2 separate regions of the Pan troglodytes genome follow, and region 2 is linked to region 1. Evidence: chromatin contacts called from public Hi-C data. All regions are on one chromosome and are shown on one strand. The core of a region is the stretch at or near the end of the contact, and the rest is flanking DNA. Distances in the headings are between cores, read along the strand shown. Region 1 overlaps MYO16 (myosin XVI). Region 2 has its middle 200 kb from the start of COL4A1.

Evidence for each region. A called contact is a pair of places that touch in the nucleus more often than the background predicts.
Region 2: a contact with region 1 is called in a Hi-C map of stem cell-derived neural progenitor cells, with 7 times the contacts expected there. The contact joins two enhancer-like sites. A contact is called at or near these places in 3 of 7 Hi-C or Micro-C datasets (blood, induced pluripotent stem cells and stem cell-derived neural progenitor cells).

The regions. Positions count from the first base shown.
Region 1 is chr14:114,747,983-114,753,428 of NHGRI_mPanTro3-v2.0_pri, forward strand. The region is part of intron 32 of MYO16 (myosin XVI); the gene reads left to right. Among named protein-coding and RNA genes, the nearest start is that of IRS2, 650 kb to the right of the region's middle. Within about 2 kb of position 2,004, at least 1 of the 24 cell types and tissues checked has an H3K27ac peak or open chromatin away from gene starts, as enhancers often do. A contact at or near this core is called in stem cell-derived neural progenitor cells, where this site is marked.
Region 2 is chr14:115,725,525-115,730,970 of NHGRI_mPanTro3-v2.0_pri, forward strand. No RefSeq gene overlaps it. Among named protein-coding and RNA genes, the nearest start is that of COL4A1, 200 kb to the right of the region's middle. Within about 2 kb of position 2,362, at least 10 of the 24 cell types and tissues checked have an H3K27ac peak or open chromatin away from gene starts, as enhancers often do. A contact at or near this core is called in stem cell-derived neural progenitor cells, where this site is marked.

The DNA.
Region 1 (5,446 bases), core at 754-3,253:
GAACACACATCAAAATCTCAAGTACAACATAGTTCAACTATAATTATAAGACTCTATTTTCTTATTGTGGGCTTTTCTGAAATCCAATCATTTGAAAAGATTGGATTGAGCCACTTATGACTTTCTCAAAAATACATGAATTGGCAACTTTGGCCGTTGGCATAGTTGCTGTAGTAATAGAAACTTAGCAATATCAGACCAGGTCATCCCTGTACACCAGATTATGGGAGTCCTAACTATACAGTTGAGAAGTGTATAATAATTCTTTTTTTTTTTTTTTTTGATGGAGTTTTGCTCTTGTTGGAGGGCAATGGCACAATCTTGGCTGACTGCAGCCTCCGCCTTCCAAGTTCAAGCAATTGTGCTGCCTCAGCCACTCGAGTACCTGGAATTACAAGCGCCCGCTACCATGCCCGGCTAATTTTTGTATTTTTAGTAGGGATGGGGTTTCACCATGTTAGCCAGGCTGGTCTCGAACTCCTGACCTCAGGTGATCTGCCCGCCTCAGCCTCCCAAAGTGCTGGGATTACAGACGTGAACCACCATGCCCGGCCAAATGTATAATTCTTTATGGACTGTGATGAGGGGAATAAGTTTACAAGTTCGGATGTCATGTTCTCATGGGATAGTTCAGGCCATTCTTTTAGAATGTAGGAGAGGTTAAACATAAGCTATGGAAGGAAAAGCATTCAGTGCTGGTGCTCAACACTGGGGCTGGTTATATGACTATTAAAGTTTACGCAGTTTGATCCTGAGGTTAGTAATCCATTTTCTTCTGAATGAATTCAATGACTTTTATGGAATTTATTTCAAGTTTTAAATCTTTTACTTTACCTTCTTTATGCTTAAAGACATTTTTATTTTCACCATGAAATAGCTTTCTTACCAAATAATACAGTGTGTGGCTAATTTACCCTTCAGGGTTCTTAAATTAACTAAAGTTCATTTTTTGTTCAATTTTCATAGGAGAAAATATTGCACAAATTTTGCAGAAGGGTTCAAAATGTTCTCCTTGGCTGTTTGGAACAGTGACATCGAGGAGATTAAACTGCTCAGTAATTCACTACTTTAGTTATTTCTGGTTGAAATAAAATGTGCTATAATGTACAGTGAGTTGTGTATAGGAAGCAAGGTTGTTTCTTGCGTAATTCTACTCCATTACTATTCCATAGCCTTATATGTAGGATTTCACAAATTCTATGTTGCCCAAACCAGTTCATTTTCTATAGATTCTTGGATATGCAGTTTGAAGTATACAAAACCATGCAGATTCTAAGAGTGGTGGACACACATATAAGAAAGATATGATTGTGCAGATGATGGATGTGACTGCAGTCTGAGAAGAAATATTTGCAGCAAGGAATTGTAGTGCTTACTGTGCCAGGCATTGTCTGAATCATCTAATTCTCACAACACTATAAGGCATCTGCTCCACTTATCTCCATTTTACAGGTGGAAAAACTGGGGCACAGGGAGATTAATCTACTTGCTCAAAGCTGCTGTGCTCGTGCGGGACAGAGAATGACTTGAGTGCAGTAACTCTGTCTCTAGAGTCTCTTCCCCTAGCTACCTATGCAATGCTGCTCAGACAGCAAGAGAAAAAGAGACAGAAAAAAAAAAAGTCTTTTAAAATTAATATTTGTTCACTGAGGGGCAACGAGAAATAGTCATAAGAGTTTAGTTGAAGAGAATTTTCCCATAAACTCAAGAATGCCAAATGAACTTTATACTGATGATGGGTATGTATAATTCTGGGATACAGTGTCTAGGCTACTTGGCCCTTAAAATTAATATTGACTAAATGTTTAATTGTCTATTCCATTCTAGACATAAAGATCCCATTAATTCACAACATTTTTTTCCATCTCATGTGATGATGTGGCTAATGTTATTATGCTAATTATTTCTAGTTGCTTGGTTTCAAAAACTATGAGACCCGATTCAAATGGTGAATGAGAGTCCTTGGCTCCTTTTGGCCACTAGGGTGCTCCATTGCTCTGAATGGCATCTCAGCGTCTGGTTGAGTTTATCCAGAATAAAGTGAAATCACATGAGCATGTTATTCTCTACTCACTGAAAAAGATCAGGAAGACAGGGTCTTGACAAAAATGCAGTACATCTCAGAAATCTGGAGAAGAAAGTGGAAGACAGCCAGGCCAAATTAACGAAAATCAGACTCAAAATATTTTTTAAAAATTCAGTTTTATTACATTCTGATACAGTGCATCCTTAGCTTATAAGTTATAAACAGGTACTAAAAATGATGTCAACAAAAAAGCTGTAATGTACAGTATTTCTTTGCATATAGTAGGTGGCTATTAAATAGTTGTTTGAGGTAAAATTTACCTATAAAAGAGCAGTTTGACATACAAATCTATTTGATAGAACTAGCTCTTGTGGCATTTTTACTTAATAAGGATCACATAAGCTAAATGGAAGTCACTATTAATTTCAAATATTTTATTTGATTACATAAATATTCTGAATAAGAACATTATGAGTTTGGAGTGAGAGTATTTTATAAACAATTTTTTTACAATATACTTTTATTCCATAGGGCCATTTGTTTACAAAATAATTGTTTTTCAAGTTTTCCTTATGGAAAATTTCAAACATAGACAAAAGTATAAAGAGTAGATTAATGAACCTTCTCTGTGGCCCATCCTATTTCATCTCTACTCCTGCCCATTTCCCTCCTCTGGCACTGGATCATTTTTAAGTGCATCCCAATGTCAAATCAGCCAGGCATGGTGGTTCATGCCTATAATCCAAGCCCTTTGGGAGGTTGAGGTGGAAGGATCGCTTGAGCCCAGGTGTTCAGGACTAGCCCTGGCAAAGTAGCTAACCAGGCCTTGTCTCTACAAAAAAAAAATAATGATAATAAAATAGCCAGGCATGGTGGCATGCGCCTGCGGTCCCAGCTACTAGAGAGGCTGAGGTGGGCAGATCGCTTGAGCCTGGGAGGTGGAGGCTACAGTGGCCGTGGTTGCTCCACTACACTCCAGGTTAGACCACAGAGCAATACACTGCCCAGAAAGAAAGAAAGAAGAGAGAAAGAAAGAAAGAGAAAGAGAAAAAGAGAAAGAAAAAAAGAAAGAGAAAAAAGAAAACCAATGTCAAACCATTTAAATAATATATATTTAAATATTTATAAATATTTTATCATAGATGTTCTTTAGGAAGAAAAAAACATTTATTCTTAAGGCAGTTTAATAAGTATTCAAACCAATCAATCCATTTCAGTCTTCACGAGCATGAAGCTGCTATTCATGACAAAAGCCTGATTCTCGAAGCCAGGGCGTCATTTTTCACGACATAAACAAAATAATTCTTGGGCTAGCATTCCACCAAGCAATGTGACTCTGCAAATTTCTCCAAGGGAACACTTGCAGACAGCCCCTTCTACTACAGAAAAAAAAAAAAGATTCTAAATATTATATCAGGTAGAACTAACTATGAAAGATCAAAATTCAAAGACACGCAATTGCATCCTAAGTCAATATCATATGGGTTTCAGATGTTTCTATGCCAAATCAAGGGCAGTTACCCATTCATTGTTTAGCGACAAGATGCAAGATGCTTTATAATGACTCAAATGCCCCTGAATTACTCATGGAAACCTGGGATGTGCTCCAGGACGGTGTGTGCAAATTGCTATTCTCTGCTCCTGATGTTTGAAACAGAAGTTCCAACATTATCGTCATTTAATCTCTGACACATTGAAACGAGACTGAAGTATGAGACATTAGTCTGCCTTATGCAAATCTTGACATCCCATAATGGGATGCAGAGCTTAGCATCCCCCAGGCTTCTTGCCTATGTGCAGGTCTTGTAGTGTTTTATCCTGTCTGAAGCAGTTAAATCTTTTTCACTCCCCTTGATGATTTCTCCCCACGGTGATTTATTTGTGTGTGGGGAGTTGGGGGTGGGAGTGCTCATGAAAATTAGAAAAAGTGTGGAAGATAATTTACTGAGGTGCTCTTCTGCTGATGATCTGTGACTGTCTGAATTCTTGTCTCATACAAAGTGGGGCGCTCCTCTGCATTCCAGAACCATTTTAAATCAATGCATAATTTTCCTCATTTTCCAAACGAGTAAGTCCTTTGGGGAAACTAGATTAACACCCCCAGAGAAGGGGGGTCTCCATTTATCACTAAGTGGACATTAAGCAAGCAGGAGCTGTGTGAAGTTTCTTCCTTTGCCATGTTAATAGACCTGGGCTTGACAAGAAGAGAATATGTCTCTTTGGAAGAAAAGGATTTTTTTTCTAATTTCTTTGCCTCTCTGTAGTAGCCAAGAGTGCTTGTGCCTGAGACTTGCAGCTATATATTTCATTGTTTTTAATCCCCTAAATGTCTAGTAGAAATAATACTGTGTTCATCTACACTTCGAAATGAACTTTCAATGTTAATAAATGTATCAGTAACCAAATTTATCTATGTTAAGAGCCAAAGCTCTTTGTTCCCTATATTAATTAGAAATATATATTTTTAATGCCTAAGGATTTGTTGTGAATGTTTGTGACATTTTTCTCACAACTTGTAGCGCTTTCTCTATATAAATGCCCAATAATTCATACAGGGAAATTGTGCAAGCAGGAGGCCTATAAACCAGACTTGCATTAACTTGTGGAGCTAATTCCCTTATAGTCATCCAATAAGCATGTACTTAATGTAAGCACAGGGATTGCTACTGGAAATCCAAAACACTGATAAACAAATCTGGCATTGCCTCTGCCCTCTCACAGACCATATAAGAGACAGAAGGTGCATCCACTTTCAGTGAAAGAAATTCCAAAGAGGAGAGAATTTCTAACCTGAGGGCCATAAACCACTCGTGGATTCGTAGTTGAGCTCCAAGTGGCCCATGAGCCCCCATGGTATACATGCCACTTGTTTGGGCAGAGGCTTCATAAGCTTTATCGGATCCTCCCAAAATGTCAGTGACGTGGGAAAAGTGAGGAGCCGCTGCAGGAGATGTGCACACACGGCATTTTCTGCAGCCAGAAGAAGAAGGAGGTAAATGCCTGAGAGAATCTGAGGGCCTTGCAACCAGAGCTGGCAGAAGGGCAAGAGGAATATTAGAGGTGGATGATGGGTGGATGGAGCTCTCTAGATGCAGAAGTCAGGGTAATAGACACTGCAGGCCGATGGATGAATACAGGGTGAGACATGAAACTTCAGGGTGTGTGGTTCCTTTAGAATATAGCCATGCATTTTTGAGGAAGAAGGAGGAGAAAATGACTTTCCTTGCATGGAATCAGAGCCTGATAGGCTTTGTACCGGGAAGCTCCTTGTTAGCTTGATGACAAGGCTCTGAATTATCTCCATTGTTTCTCTTCTGTCACATAGGAATTCAGCATTAACTCTTAGGATCTTTCCTACAAAGTGCAAAGAGCCAGAGGAAGAAAATGAACAAAAACCATAGCAGCGCTTCTAGGTGCATA
Region 2 (5,446 bases), core at 1,112-3,611, 980 kb after region 1:
TAAGATCAAAGTCCTAAAACCTTTGTTTTCCGTAGGAGGATATCGAGGCTCAGAACACTGTCCCTCCACAAAAGGGTGGCACTGCTAAGACTAGGCCCAGACCTTCCTGGCAGTGCCAGGTCCTTCCTCTTCCCAAAACACACGGGACATAAAGGGTGTTCCCGTGCATTTCATGTGGCCAAGGCTCTCTGTCAGCCCTGTTCTCAGGGATCCCTTGGCGATGGGACCTGAAGTTCTGGAGGGAGCTGCCACAGCAGCATGGATCCAGGAGGCTCCCAGGTCACATGCTTGGGGCAGTCGGAGGTTCCAAGTGTGGTGCCAAGTGCCCAGTTGAGTTGTTGGCACTTCTGGCCTTCGGAGTCACTCTGTGGACGCTGGTAAGTCATCAAAGAGGGTGTTGCCTCTGTGAACGTCAGGGGCACAGCCTAGCGGAGAGTGGGCCTTGGGGACATGGGGACCCCTAATTTAATATAGACATGGCACGCAAGGCAGTGGAGGCAGCTCCTGTCAGCATCCTGGGGCGGCGGACAGGCTGGAACCTGTGGTCTCGGGATCAACCACCCTGGGAAGCAAAACGTACTTCCCGCCGTTCTCCACACTGAGGCGCCATTAACAAGGCCCTAGCAAGCAACTAGGCCTGGCTCGGGCAAGGCCGCCACTTCCGTAAGCTTTAGAGCCAAAGACAGCAGGTGCCCAAGGGAGGCACTGCACCAGTGTGAGAGTGTGAGTGTGCAACAGAACACACGTGTGTGAGTGTGTGACCGTGTGTGGGTTTGATTGTGAGCATGCTGTGATTGAGTGTGTGTAACATCATGTTAGGTATGGGCGAGTGTGCATGTGAGTGTCTACAAGCATGAGTGTGTCACAGAGTGTGTATGTGAATAAGTATAGGAGTGTGTGTGAGAATGTGTGTGCATGTGCAAGAGTGAGAGGGTGTGTGCCTGTGTGACTGCCTGTGTTGGGTGTGTGTATGGGCCTGTCTGTGTGTGTATGTATAAGTTTGTGAATAAGTGTGCATGTGTGTGGGTAGAGATGAGTGTGAATGTGTGTATATGTGTATGTGCATGAGGTTGTGTGAGCTGTGGATGTGCATTTATGAGTGTGGATGTGCAAGTATACACCTGTGTGCATGTATGAGTGTGTGTGTGAGTTTGTGAATAAGTGTGTGAGTGTTGATGTGGTTGTGTACATGTGAGTGTGTGTGTGTGGCTGTGGGGGTGTGTGTGTGTGTTTCTAAGTGAGTGTAGGAGTGCAAGTGTGGGCGGGCTCTGGCAAATGCATGGGAGCCTCAAGAGGCCCAGGAATGAGGCTGACCAGGCTGTGAGTGCACTTCCAGTAGGGATCCCTCCCAGCAGGGCCTGGATGCTGCAGCGGGCCTGCTCTGCCTGCTTTGTGTGGAGTGTGCTGCCACCCAGGGGAAGGCTCCTGGCTGACATGGCAAGTTGACATTGGTCTTGGGTGGTTTCTGTCTCTAGGCTCAGACAAGAAAAAGGACAGATAGGGTGCAGGGGCCAGGAGTCAGGGACTAGCCCCGGCAGAGAGAAGGGGAAAGCGCCAAGACCCCAGGCACAGGCTTCAGAAACACCCCTACTGGACCATCTATCCACATCAGTGGGACCTCTTCCCCATTTTCCCCCTTCCTGTAGTCTAAGGTGCTTGCTGGCTAAGGGTATTAGAGGACACCAGGAGAGAGGCGTGGCCTGTCTCCCTTATGTGTCCCTAAACTGATCCTTACTGGAGATAAGTCCCCAACAATGTCTTGAATTTCAGGAAGCTTCACTTTGTTGTGTTGTCTGATACTGCAATGCTACCCCGAGAAGCCTTGGAAATTCACATCACCATGCTCCTAAATACGCCTGGTTAACTGCTGGAGCCTTTTCATATGAAAAAGGAAACCCACTAACTGACGTTCCCACAAATCTCCTGGGTCCCTCAGGGTCTTTGAACTCTGCCTGAGAGACAGTTTCATCACCCTCTGGGACAACAAATTCATACATTTCTATCTTGCTCCAGTTCCAAGAAAATGGCATTGTGTCCTTTAAAATGCAGTCAATTCTAAAAGCACACTTCTCCTTGCCTCCTCAAAGAGTGCTCACAACAGTGACTGATAGTTCATTCTTCTTCGTCTTCTTTCTTTAAGACAGTTTGTTCAGACTTTTTACTTACGTGCTGCAATACAGATTTTAAGAGCTCATTAGCATGGTACAGCAGCTGCACCTTTACAGGATCATGATCCTAATACGGAAAAGGCAGTTTCTGCGGCGGAGCGGTGCCTTCTGCAGGGCCCTGGCAGCCCTTGATGCTCCCGCTGCTGAGCTGTCCTGCAGCCCGGCCATGCACGCCTCCGCCTTGTTCCTCCCCCTATGGAGACAGGCGGCTGAGTCAGGCCTGTCCTCCACGGAGGGATAAGCCTGCCATGCACTCCCAGAAGCTGCCAAGTCAACCCCCAGCCGTCTCTTTCCAAGCGCTAGCTACTCCATTCCCTTCCCTCTGTGGAGCTCTTATTTCCCTACTGTCTAACCAGTCAGACACCACGTGCCCTTCAGTCCCAAGCTGTCCGCTCTGATCCCTTCGTGGAGTCTTCCGATATAAATAAACTAAACAAGGGAAAACCCACAGGGAAGAAGAAAGTCTGCAGGTTGTTTTAGACTCCAAACAGATAGGGATTGAGCTTGAAAGAGGGGCAACTGTAAATACCAGATCTTCTTGTAGAGCGGCCAAGTAGATCTGGTATTGACAGGTGCCCCTCTTTCACCTGGTATTGACAGGCCCCCAATGGAAAATAGACATCATTGCATAGGCACTGATGAAACAGCACGCTTTGAAAAATAGCAAATAAAATCAGGCAAACTCTGCTGTTTTCAAAGTTAGAATCTCTTACTACAGAGTCTAGGATGGTCATATTAGCAGAATATTAGGCACAGTGGCTGATGCCTGTAATCCCAGCACTTTGGGAGGCCAAGGCAGGCAGATCACCCGAAGCCAGGAGTTCGAGACCAGCCTGGCCAACATAGTGAAACCCCATCTCTACTAAAACAAATATAAAAAATTAGTCAGGTGTGGTGGTGGGTGCCTGTAATCCCAGCTACTCGGGAGGCTGAGGCAGGAGAATCACCTGGACCTGGGAGGCGGAGGCTGCAGTGAGCTGAGATTTCGCCATTGCACTCCTGCCTGGGCAACAAGAGCAAAACTCCATTTCAAACAAACAAACAAACAATATTAGCAGAAGATTAACAGACTAAGAAGATAAGGCTGGCCAGGGTGGCGGGCTGGGTGGTGGTCTGGGTGATGGGCTGGGTGATGGGCTGCGTGGCGGGCTGCGTGGCAGGCTGGGTGGCGGGCTGCGTGGCGGGCTGCGTGGCGGGCTGGGTGATGGGCGGGGTGGTGGGCGGGGTGGCGGGCTGCGTGGCAGGCTGCGTGGCGGGCTGCGTGGCGGGCTGGGTGGCGGGACAGAACGGTGTCCCACGTGGCGCTTTCCCATCTCTGCTCACCCCCTTACCATCCCCTTGGCAGCTCTCCCAGATACCTTATCTAACAAAGACTGAGCCTTGTTCTTTTGGCTTAGGATTGACTTGGCGATGCGGGCTCTTTTTTGGTTCCATATGAACTTTAAAGTAGTTTTTTCCAATTCTGAGAAGAAAGTCATTGGTAGCTTGATGGGGATGGCATTGAATCTATAAATTACCTTGGGCAGTATGGCCATTTTCATGATATTGATTCTTCCTACCCATGAGCGTGGAATGTTCTTCCATTTGTTTGAATCCTCTTTCATTTCATTGAGCAGTGGTTTGTAGTTCTCCTTGAAGAGGTCCTTCACATCCCTTGTAAGTTGGATTCCTAGGTATTTTATTCTCTTTGAAGCAATTGTGAATGGAAGTTCACTCATGATTTGGCTCTCTGTTTGTCTGTTATTAGTGTATAGGAATGCTTGTGATTTTTGCACATTGATTTTGTATCCTGAGACTTTGCTTAAGTTGCTTATCAGCTTAAGGAGATTTTGGGCTGAGACAATGGGGTTTTCTAGATATGTCATGTCATCTGCAAACAGGGACAATTTGACTTCCTCTTTTCCTAATTGAATACCCTTTATTTCCTTCTCCTGCCTAATTGCCCTGGACAGAACTTCCAACACTGTGTTGAATAGGAGTGGTGAGAGAGGGCATCCCTGTCTTGTGCCAGTTTTCAAAGGGAATGCTTCCAGTTTTTGCCCATTCAGTATGATATTGGCTGTGAGTTTGTCATAGATAGCTCTTATTATTTTCAGATATGTCCCATGGATACCTAATTTATTGAGAGTTTTTAGCATGAAGGGTTGTTGAATTTTGTCAAAGGCCTTTCAACCCTTGTGGAAGTCAGTGTGGTGATTCCTCAGGGATCTAGAACTAGAAATACCATTTGACCCAGCCATCCCATTACTGGGTATATACCCAAAGGACTATAAATCATGCTGCTATAAAGACACATGCACAGTATGTTTACTGCAGCACTATTCACAATAGCAAAGACTTGGAACCAACCCAAATGTCCAACAATGATAAACTGGATTAAGAAAATGTGGCACATATACACCATGGAATACTATGCAGCCATAAAAATGATGAGTTCATGTCCTTTGTAGGGACATGGATGAAATTGGAAATCATCATTCTCAGTAAACTATCGCAAGAACAAAAAACCAAACACTGCATATTCTCACTCATAGATGGGAATTGAACAATGAGAACACATGGACACAGGAAGGGGAATATCACACTCTGGGGACTGTTGTGGGGTGCGGGGAGGGGGGAGGGATAGCTTTAGGAGATATACCTAATGCTAAATGACGAGTTAATGGGTGCAGCACACCAGCATGGCACATGTATACGTATGTAACTAACCTGCACATCGTGCACATGTACCCTAAAACTTAAAGTATAATAAAAAAAAAAAAAAAAAAAAAAAAAAGACCGAGTCCTCCAGCCCTAGTCACGCCCTCTGCTGACCGCAGCCCCCATCAACGCCTTGACTGCAACCTTGTGAAAAGCCCCGAGCCAGAGCCTTCCAGCCACGGCTCCTAAACTCTTGACCCATAAAAACTGAGAAGATAAATGGTTTTGTTTCAAAAACTAATAATAAATTAGAGACTCAGCATGTTGCTGTCCTTGAAAACTGTAGTATCTCCCTAATTTCCAAATCTCCAGATCTTCGTAGGCTGTGTTAGTTATCTGCTGCTGTATAATTAAACCACCACAAAATTTACCTGCTTCAGACAACCTACATTCATGACCTCACAGATTCTGTGGGGTGGGAATTCAAGAGCAGCTGAGCTGGGTGTTTTGTATAACGTGTGGTTTGTAAGGATGAGGAAGCCAGTGGGGCAGGAGATGATTGCCATTGAAAGACAGTTTGTTTCTCACAGTTCCCAGGAAGAAAAGCACAGGGGCACGCCACACCATGGTAAGGGGTC